Regions from separate parts of the Sus scrofa genome. Here all the other regions are linked to region 1. Evidence: chromatin contacts called from public HiChIP or PLAC-seq data. All regions are on one chromosome and are shown on one strand. Each heading gives the region's core, a stretch centred on a gene start, on an enhancer-like site or on the middle of the called end of the contact. The rest is flanking DNA. Distances are from core to core; before and after follow the strand shown. Region 1 overlaps LOC110255736. Region 2 holds the start of DUSP10 (dual specificity protein phosphatase 10). Region 3 overlaps LOC110255736.

What was found. HiChIP or PLAC-seq counts read pairs in DNA pulled down with a chosen protein or histone mark.
Region 2: an H3K27ac HiChIP or PLAC-seq map of skeletal muscle shows a contact between it and region 1. The contact joins the promoter of DUSP10 here to the enhancer-like site in region 1. A contact is called at or near these places in 6 of 47 Hi-C or Micro-C datasets (embryonic fibroblasts, fetal heart ventricle, heart right ventricle and 2 more) and 1 of 2 datasets of contacts at active chromatin or transcription factors (skeletal muscle).
Region 3: an H3K27ac HiChIP or PLAC-seq map of skeletal muscle shows a contact between it and region 1. The contact joins two enhancer-like sites. A contact is called at or near these places in 2 of 47 Hi-C or Micro-C datasets (both in skeletal muscle) and 1 of 2 datasets of contacts at active chromatin or transcription factors (skeletal muscle).

What each region holds. Positions count from the first base shown.
Region 1 is chr10:11,110,721-11,113,849 of Sscrofa11.1, reverse strand. All of the region lies in intron 5 of LOC110255736, which reads left to right. Among named protein-coding and RNA genes, the nearest start is that of TRNAT-UGU, 200 kb to the left of the region's middle. Within about 2 kb of position 1,414, at least 2 of the 83 cell types and tissues checked have an H3K27ac peak or open chromatin away from gene starts, as enhancers often do. A contact at or near this core is called in skeletal muscle, where this site is marked.
Region 2 is chr10:10,904,410-10,907,538 of Sscrofa11.1, reverse strand. DUSP10 (dual specificity protein phosphatase 10) reads left to right here and starts at 1,687. Exons shown (of 4, transcript XM_003130510.5): 1 at 1,687-2,634.
Region 3 is chr10:11,301,859-11,304,987 of Sscrofa11.1, reverse strand. The region is part of intron 2 of LOC110255736; the gene reads left to right. Among named protein-coding and RNA genes, the nearest start is that of TRNAT-UGU, 10 kb to the left of the region's middle. Within about 2 kb of position 1,622, at least 27 of the 83 cell types and tissues checked have an H3K27ac peak or open chromatin away from gene starts, as enhancers often do. A contact at or near this core is called in skeletal muscle, where this site is marked.

The DNA of each region.
Region 1 (3,129 bases), core at 165-2,664:
GAATAGAACCCGTACCTCCACAGTGACCAGAACCACTGCCGTCAGATTGCTGTGTTATTTTTTTTTTTTTTATGGCTGCGCTTGTAGCGTGTGAAGTTCCCAGGCTAAGGGTTGAATCTAGAGCTGCAGCTGCAATCTACGCTGCAGCTTGTGGACACCCAATCCTTACCCCACTGAGCGAGGCCAGGGATGGAACCTGAATCCTCACGGACGCAGTGTCGGGCCCTCAACCTGTTGAGCCACAGTGGGGACTCCAAAAGAGAAATCCTCTAAGGACCAGTTTGAATGCAAGAGACTTTCTTCCTCCACGATCAAGCGCTCCCTTGCTGGTGGCTCCAGCGTCCAGCGTAACGTGCCATGCTGCCCCCAGGCCATCTGTGTCCCCATGTGCATCTTCCTCAGGCTCTACATCACCACACCACGTGTCCCACATGTGCCTTTAGGGATCCACAAGTGTCCCAACAGACTGGACTCCTATATAAGCAAGTTAAGTTAAAAAAGAATAAGGTGATAGTTGATGCGGGTTCTGCTTTGTACACACATGATTTCCCATTATCCCTACAATCCTCCTGAGAAATCAGACTCAGGAAGGGCAATAACTTGCCTGAAGTCACGGAGGTAGAGGGACACGGTGAAGCGCCAGCTGCCAAATGGTCAGACCCCAAAGGTCTTGTACTGCAGGACCTTCCTTCCAAGCCCTGGGTGTGTGGGCAGGGAGGCCACATCAGGGTTGGATGAGACTTGGAGGTATCTTCTCATGAGCGGGGTTTCTGTGTAAGTCACACCAAGTGATGTCACACCAAAGCATCGTTGGTGGCAACAGCTCCAGCCCAGAAGAAGCTAATGGAGCCCACAGCCCCAAAGGCAGTCTAGTTGCTGCTCCTGAAAGATGAAATCTAGCAACACCCCCCACCCCCTTGATCCTCAGCAGCTATCAAATGCATGAAGCATCATATGTCATCAGATGTGTCACTCTGCGCAATTAAAACTAGGTTCTGCTATTCCTGGGAAACGTATTTTTAGTTTAAGCTGGGGTGTAAGGAGATCTCTAAAAATAACACCGTGAAAGGTGAGGCTAAGTGTAGGGGCCGGGTTCACCCCAGTGCTGAGGCTTAAAACATTAGTCATGGTCCATTTAAAGCCAGGCAACCCTGGGCCAACTGTTGTTTTGTTTTTTTTTTTGGCTTAAATAGGAGTTTGGTTCATCCTCTTTGGACCTGACTCAGTTTCCACGTCCATGGTGGTGGTCTGAGCGAGAACAACCCAGCACGGAGGCCATGGGGGAATTTTCCAGCTGCAAAAGCACCTCGGCTGCTTTGTCTCTGAGGGGCTCTGGTTACACTCAGGCAAGAGGCTTGAATAGTGAGGGTGGAGACCACCCCACAGCCGGTCGGCTCACTGCCCTGCTGTGCGCTGGCTCCTCTCAGAATCATGTGCTCCCTGAGATTTTGGCTGCAGGAATACCAAGTGATGCCCTGCTGGGCCGTGGACGGTCCGAAAGCTCAGACGCCGAATACGGCTCCCAAGGCCGTTCAGAGCAGATGTGAGAAACTTCAGGATTTTAATCATTCCGGGCTTTGGAGGGGATAGCGTTTTCCTGGACAGAGAAGCCCGGTATTAAGTGTACCGCCCACAGGGATGCTGAGCGCGGGCACACAAGCTGACGCTCACGGCTCCCGAACACATGCACGGGTGCCCTCGCCAAGGCTCCTGCTCCCGTACTTACGGCGGTCCTGACAGCAGCAGATGGTCGCCCTCCAATCTCTCACCTCAGCCTGGTTATCCAAAAACATTCCTTCCCCATCCTCGGGGCTGGGCTAATGACGCTGAAGCTGCAGGGGGGATTCTGTTGATGAGCCAGCCAGTCCACCTCTCTCTTTCATGATCCTAAATGCTGTTTGCTTGCTTGTTGCTCTGTTTACATACCTCAACCTCCACCAAATGCAGATTGGGGATGAAGTCACGGACTGCACGGTATCCCTCGCTCGCGAATACCTCACCCTAAAGACTGAACATGACCTTGGTCCAATATAGGCAGCCCACTGCTGGAAAACCTGCCTGTAGCCCAGTCCTTATTGCTGATGCTGGCAGGGTTATTAAGGTGAGGTCAGCACCCCAGGGACCAAAGCAACCCTGCTTCTGTACACAGGGTCCAGGCAAAGCAATGCTAAGAGTGCGCTCTGTGACCTTTGACACGTGCAGTGCACCTGACCGCACTCACGGTGTCCTGCCCAGAGGCAGGCAAGGGCCACTTTAAATTTTTGTTAGAATTTGAATAAATTTAATAAATTATTATTGTTTTGTTGATGATGTTATTGTTATCATCTGCTATGTGAAGATGCTTGGATTGTGTTTCCCGGAGAATATGTGACCAACCACGTGCTTGCAAACGTGGGACCATTTGCTTGATTTCTTTTATAAGGCTGAGGTGGACTGTCTTCCCTGCCCTGCCTCGTGAGAGAAATCCCCTCTAGTCAGAGATGTCCTCCCTGGACAGAGAAGTCCTCCCTGGTCAGAGAAGTCCTCCCTGGTCAGAGAAGTCCTTGTCAACATCAGAGAAGACGACTTGTCGTCGTCACGGGGCTTTCAGTTAGGACTTGGAGTTGCTTAGAGACACAGGTCAACCCTTACTGAAACCTCACCCTGTTCAGCTCCATAAGGTGAGACCTGCCCCACATGGTGTTTTAAGTAGTCCATCCGTTTCCCAAATGGACTTCCTTTCTAAACCCTTTTCTACCCTGGCAGTGGCAATTCTTCTGTCCATACGCTATTCTCATTCTTTCTCAACAAGTTCTCCTCTAAAACTGTCAATCAGGAAAGGACCAGAAACATGAACTCTTACTCTGGTAAAAATGATGGATAAAACAGCCGCTTCCTCATTTGTGCATCTAGTACGGACCAAACTGAATTCAAAAGTGTTAAAATCTGGAGTTCCTGGTTGTGGCTCAGCAGGAACGAACCTGACTAGGATCCACAAGGACATGGGTTCGATCCCTGGCCCCGCTCCGCGGGTTAAGGATCCTGTATGGCTGTGGCTGCCGTGTAGGCTGGCAGCTACAGCTCTGACTTGACTCCTGCCCTGGGAATTTCCATATGCCTGCGGATGCGGCCCTAAAAAGACAACAACAA
Region 2 (3,129 bases), core at 438-2,937, 210 kb after region 1:
GAAACTATAATAAAAATAATCATCTCATTAAATGAATTACATTTCTTTTTGAAGTTACTTTCCCCTTCTGGGTTTCATACAAAAGGCTGTTTACAGAGTTCCCGTTGTGGCTCAGCAGAAACAAATCCGACTAGTACCCATGAGGACTCAAGTTTGATCCCTGGTCTCGCTCAGTGGGTTAAGGGTCTAGTGTTGTCATGAGCTGCGGTATAGGGTGCAGATGCAGCTCAGATCTGGCATGGCTGTGGCTGTGGCATAGGCCACTAGTTGCAGCTCCAAATCAACCCCTAGCCTGGGAACTTCCATTTGTCGCAGATGTGGCCCTAAAAAGCAAAAAAAAAAAAAAAAAAAAAAAAAAAAAGAAGAAGCTCCAAATAGATCCAGGGTAGCCCCTCTGGCAACTTCTTTTCTGATTTCTTTGGAAATTACCTAGAACCCACCTTTGCTGGGCAGCACCAGCTGAAATGGTGTGCCCCAACCACTCACTAGCTCACTAGTTATTAAGGGGTAGAGTGTATGTGTTGGTGTGTGGGCAGAGTAGGATACAAAAACCCTTTCCTATTTAAGATGACTGCATGCACTTACTTCAGACTGAAACACTTGTGAAACCTGGACTGTGTGTAAATATATATATATCTATATAAAATAGATATAGTTATAGCTAGGAGGGGAGGGGAGAGGAGGGGGGAGAAGAGAAGAGAGAGATATGGAAAGCAATCTCTCAGCTCACTGAGCATAGCTGGCCATCAGGCCAGGGTTTGGCATCTTCAGATTTCAGATCTGCACTTGAAGCAAAGACATGAATATGTCGTCGCTGCCACTTAGCTTGATTTTTAGCCCTTAAGCCTGATATCTTCAGACACCTTCAGCCTGGTAAGAGAGAAAATCATAGCCAAATATTCTATAGTGCTCATAATGTATTACTCCATCGTAATCATTTCTTTCACCTCCTCCCGCCCCGCCTCTCTGAGACTGGAGAGGGATGCGCGGGTGGGGTGGGGTGGGAGCTCTCTTTCTTTAGAGTTCTTTCACGCAAACTCCGCTCAGTTCCTCTCGTCATCTTCACTTCTTTGCATATCCCAAGACTTTAGTGCATGTTTTCCTGACCGTGCGCAGGCCAGCTCGCCTCCACCGCTTCCCATCTTTGGCTCCGCCGCGCTCCTCGGCCGCCGACCATTCCTGCGGCGGCGAAAGTCGGGAGAACCCAGGGGGCGGCGGCGCCTCCATGCGCTCCGCGGTCCACACTCAGTCTGCGTATATACACCCAACCCCGGCCCTTTTCCGCCAGCCGCGGCTGTTCTAGAAGCGCCAGGCTGGCGGTCCTTGGCACGCCAGCGGCCCTTCGGGGTGGCGGGCGAATGCGAGGCGCGCGGGGAAGGCGGGCTGCAGGCCAGTGACCCGCGCGCGGTTCTGCGGGGCGCAGCGCCCGGACTCCTGGGGTCCGGGTGGGAGGAGGGCGCGGGCGGCCTGAGGAAAGGCGCGGGCGCCAGGCGAGTCCCCAGACGCCGGGCCTAGGGGGTGGCACCCGTGCCTCCTCTTTAGGGCGAGCCCCCTGTGGCTTCCGGCCCAAGCCACCGCCTCCGCGCAGCCCTCCGCAGCGTTGCCTTAGGGCTCTGTGTCGAGCCCTGGGAGGCAGGCGGGGGAAGCGGGGGCGTGACCGGGGCACAGATGTAGACGAGCCAGAGGGCGCCGCGCCATCGCCGCGCAGGGTAGCAGGGCAGCCGGAGGGGCAGCGACATCTGCGGGCGGGCGGCCGATGCTTCCTGGCTGCTCGGGGCCGAGCGGGGCGGCCTCGAGCACTGCCACTGGACGGACGGACAGTTCACCAGCAGCGCTGGAGCCCGGGTGCCCAGCGCATGGCCCCGGGCACGGAAGAGGCGACGCCCCAGGCTGCGCGCTCAAGTCCTTGGCGGGTGGGTGCATTGGCGATGTCGTTGAATCCTGGGTTTATCGAGTCACCTCGAACGAATCGGAGAACCCGTTTTTCCCAGTGGGGACAGTGATCATTCTCGTTGCCTCTTGCCTTAAGAAAGTTACTCCAACACATTTGCTCATCCGTCCAGAGTAAGAAGGGAATATAAATTGCGTGGTTTGTTCCCGGGTGAGGAGGTGTACGAGGATCCCGCCAAGCGGGCAGAGCCAGTTTTAATCGAAGCGGCGAGTCTAGCCCATTGACAATTCAGCCCTGGAAAGGGTTAACTGCATCCTGCTGGTTTGGTTTACATGTAAATAGAGAGCAGCTGCTCCGCGCGGGCCCCAGTTGGCCCTTTTAAGTTTTTGATTGGTTGCCAATGACATCACCGCCCGTGTTCTAACACTGCTGGCCCGAAGAGGCGTCGGATAAACCCTCCTTAAACAGACAAAGCCACGCCCAGGACCCGCCCCCTTCGGGCGCCCATTGGCCACGGGTTGCGGCGAAGTATCGGTCCGCTTTCTCCGGGTTCCTATTGGACCGACGCACCGTCGGTCGGCAGCCGGCCCGCCCTCTCAGAACCTTACATTTACAGTGTAGCAAAAGAGAAAGTAACTATGTTGCTGCTGGAGATCAATGAAGCCAAGTGAATGAGGGCTGAATGCGCGAATCCGTAGCTGAAGCTGAGCGCCAGATGGTGGAGGGTTACACTTATTTATGAAGTAAGTGGAAGTCACCGCGGCTCCTCCTGAGAGCCCAGGAGTGTAAGGTGGTGTAAGTGTGAATGTGTGTGTGTGTTGCGATGCTCACCGAGGAGCCCCAGCAGGTGAGGTTGAAGGGTTCTGGCTGTTGGCTCACGCTGCCCTGTGCGTTTACTCTCTCTGCAGTTTACTCGGATTGGGGGTGAAGAAAAAATGAGGTTCGTTGGGATGCTTTGCGGCGGTTTTAAACGTCTGGGGCTTGTTAGTGCGCTGTGTTGCGAAGGGGGTGTTAATTGCCCCTGGAGTGGCGAAGGAGCATTCTCTAACCACTTAATTTTCTTTCCAGCCTCTGACTTGAGGTGGAAGGACGAGTAGCGAGGGAGAAGGGATAGCTCAGTGTTTCTCGGCAGGTTTCCTGGGCCAGTCTGGGTGGTGTCTCAGGCCATATATACGCCCGACCCTCTGCTGCAGAGATGCAGATCTCTTCACTCCGTGCGTGTGTGTGTGTGTGTGTGT
Region 3 (3,129 bases), core at 373-2,872, 190 kb before region 1:
ACCTAACATCTCTGAGCCTCATTTTATCTGTAATGAAAGTGTTTCTTTCCTTAGAGAGTCAACGCAGACTGGTTTCTTGGTTGTGAAGATTACATAAGATAAACTCATAGGGCTCGTAGCATGTAATTTTTGCCTTTTATTCTATTTTATTTTCGTGTCTATTTTATTTTAGTGTATGGCTGCACCCATGGCATGTGCATGTTCCCGGGACAGGGACTGAATCCGAACCGCAGTTACAACTTACAAAGTTAAAGTGGGATCCTTTAACCCACTGCCCTGGCCAAGGGTCACACCTGTACCTCTGCAGTGACCCGAGCCGCTGTAGTCAGATCTTAACTCATTGTGCCCCAGTGGAACTCCTGATTCGTGCCTTTTAAATGGTAGCAGGAGCAGTAGTTGTTATCACTAGTAGTATTTTTATTTTTACATTTCTGTGTACCTGCCTTCTAGAAGAGTGGGTCTCAACCAGTGCTGGGTTTGGACCCCCAGGGAACATTTGGCGGGGCCTGGAGCTATTCCGATCGTCTTCATGGGGAGAGGGACGCTACTGCCACCTAGTGGGTAGAGACCAGGTTCGCTGCTGACCATTCCTAGTGTACAGGACGGAGCCCCCCCAGCCCATTCAACCCAGTGGTACCAAGATGGAGAGACCCTACTCTGGATATCTGAAAAGAATTAGGAGCTTGAAGGTCAGAACTGTTGGATGGTGTTGGGGTGATGGATTTGGTTCTTGCACTGGCAAAGAGGCACTGAGTTTAGGGGGCTGTGGGCAGTCCCACATCTACCCTCACTGCTGCAGAGGAAGTGAGTTCTTGTGGGAACCTGCATCTAATAACGCTGATGGAGTTCCCATTGTGGCTCGTGGGGTAACGAACCCGACGAGTATCTGCAAGGATGTGGGTTTGATCCCTGGCCCCACTCAGTGGGTTAAGGATCCCACGTTGCTGTGGTGGGGTGTAGGCAGGCAGCTGCAGTTCTGATCTGACCCCTAGCCTGGGAACCTCCCTATGCCGCAGGTGCGGCCCTAAAACAAAATACTAATAACCCTGAGATTCCCCCCTGCGACCTACACCACAGCTCACGCAGGAGCTGGATCCTTAACCCACGGAGGGAGGGCGGGGATTGAACCTGCATTCTCATGGATACTGGTTTTGTTAGCACAACGGAAACCCCCCACACTGAGATCTATACCCCTTAAGGGTGCTGTGAGGATAAGCCTGCCCCGAGAGCGTAGAGACGCTGGTACGAAAGGCTAAATAAAGCCAAGACGATTGCATCAGGTCCCGCGGGAGGGCTGCCTTCCTGCGCGGTGGTGTTCTGGGCACCTGGGCGTTGCATGAGCCCTCGTCTCTCATGAGCTCATCGTTTATAAATGACAGCCACCCAAGTTGGAAAGTATGACCCCCCCCTCCCCCCGGGTTGGCAAGTGGAAAACTTACTCAGCTTTCTTGCTGGAGCCTCGTGTCTTAACTTATTTATCTTAAAAATAAGACGAATATACTGCTGCAGGCAAGCTCCGTTATGTGAGAAGAGAAAAATGCGTGTAAGAAGTTCTTGAGAGCGCAAACTTTGTCAAGGTTACCGCTGTTATTTCTTTTGGTTGCGGTGGAGCAAGTGGACACTAGGTGGCGCTACGTTCTCGCGCGAGAGGAAGCTCTGCCTTGGGTGTAAGTTATCACTGTCGGTCCTGGAGCACACGCACCCCAGAGTGAAAAATATAGTAACAGGCAAGATTTAGTTCTTAAAATAAGTCAGCGGCCCAGTGAAGCAAATACAGCCATGGCAGGTACATTTTTTTGCTTCAACTGATGGAGAAGGGCATTTATTGCCTACAGGCATCTGGCTACAGATATCAAATGATAAAAACACGCAATGTAATGAAACCTCGCAGCAGGCCTGGCCTCAGGAGAGAATGGGAGGCAGCTGGGCCCAGCCATGGGCCCGGGATCTGGCACGGATGTTCTTCTGCCGTGACGGTTTCATAAATGCGCAGTTGTCCTGCAAAGACCGTTCCCATCGTCTGTTGGCTCTTCCCCGCACCTCGCCACGTCTCTGAGCCTCAGTGTTTCACCAGTTAGAATAGGGATGGCTTTCCTCGCCGGGGTCCTTGTTAGAGGGTGAGCAGAGTGACGATCACACCAAGAGAGGAAGTCGGGTTGCATGTTGTCATGGTGATGGGGCCAGACTACTCCCCAGACCCTCCGCCGGCACCCCCCCCCCCCCCCCCCCCCCGCCCCGGCCTCTAACGCCACTGCAAGGGGATTTTTGGATTTCCTGGCCCTCAGGCAAGTTCACAATCCTCTCGCCACTCTTCTCCACACTCTGTAGACTCTACTGCAAAGTGCCTCCCAGGTGGGTTTAGAAAGGGAGGTACAGGGGTAAAAGGGTGGCTTCAGGCCCAACAGTCCTGTTTTCCAGCTCTGCCACGAGCTAGCCCTTTGACCTTGGAAATGACCTTCCACCAAAGCCTTAGCGCTCTGCGCTCACCTGTAAAATATGGATGCAAAGGGCAGGGTGTTTGCCAGAGGGGCTGAACATCTCTGAATGAATGCGCACCAATCAGAACCCCAGAGGATTGCAGATCCAGCGGCCAGACGGCAGAGGGGGAGTTCCGCCCAGAGGAGGGGCCTCGGATGGAGGTGCGCCCCGCCAGTCCCACCAGTCCTTTCGTTTTGCTTGGGTCAGCCCAGCCCTGGTCCCTCCCGAGCTTTGTAAACTTTTACCATCCACTCTCTGCTCTTCCGCCGTTTTCCTCCAGGTACTGCTGGCTCCTGGATGGAGGGGCAGGGCAGGGTGGCACCTTAGGGACACCAGCTTCCTCAGTTAGTGTTCAGGGCACCTGCAAGGTTGTTTCATCCTAGGAAACGAAGATGAATCACTGGCAAGTTCTGGGCGGGGGTGGGGGGTATGGTAGAGATGGGGGGGTGTATTACCTCTCACCTCTGATGGAGCAGGGGGGTGGGAGATGCAGCAGCCCCCTGGGAGCAGCAGAGGTGCTCCTTTGTCTCGGATTAGAAAGTGTCTAGAAGCTGCTCCTTAAAGGCTATGCAGCGCCTTCTTGTTGGGTCATCAATGGTGCTTCAAAGGAAAGGCAGACACACACCTGTTCTCCAGGCAGATCAGGGCTTT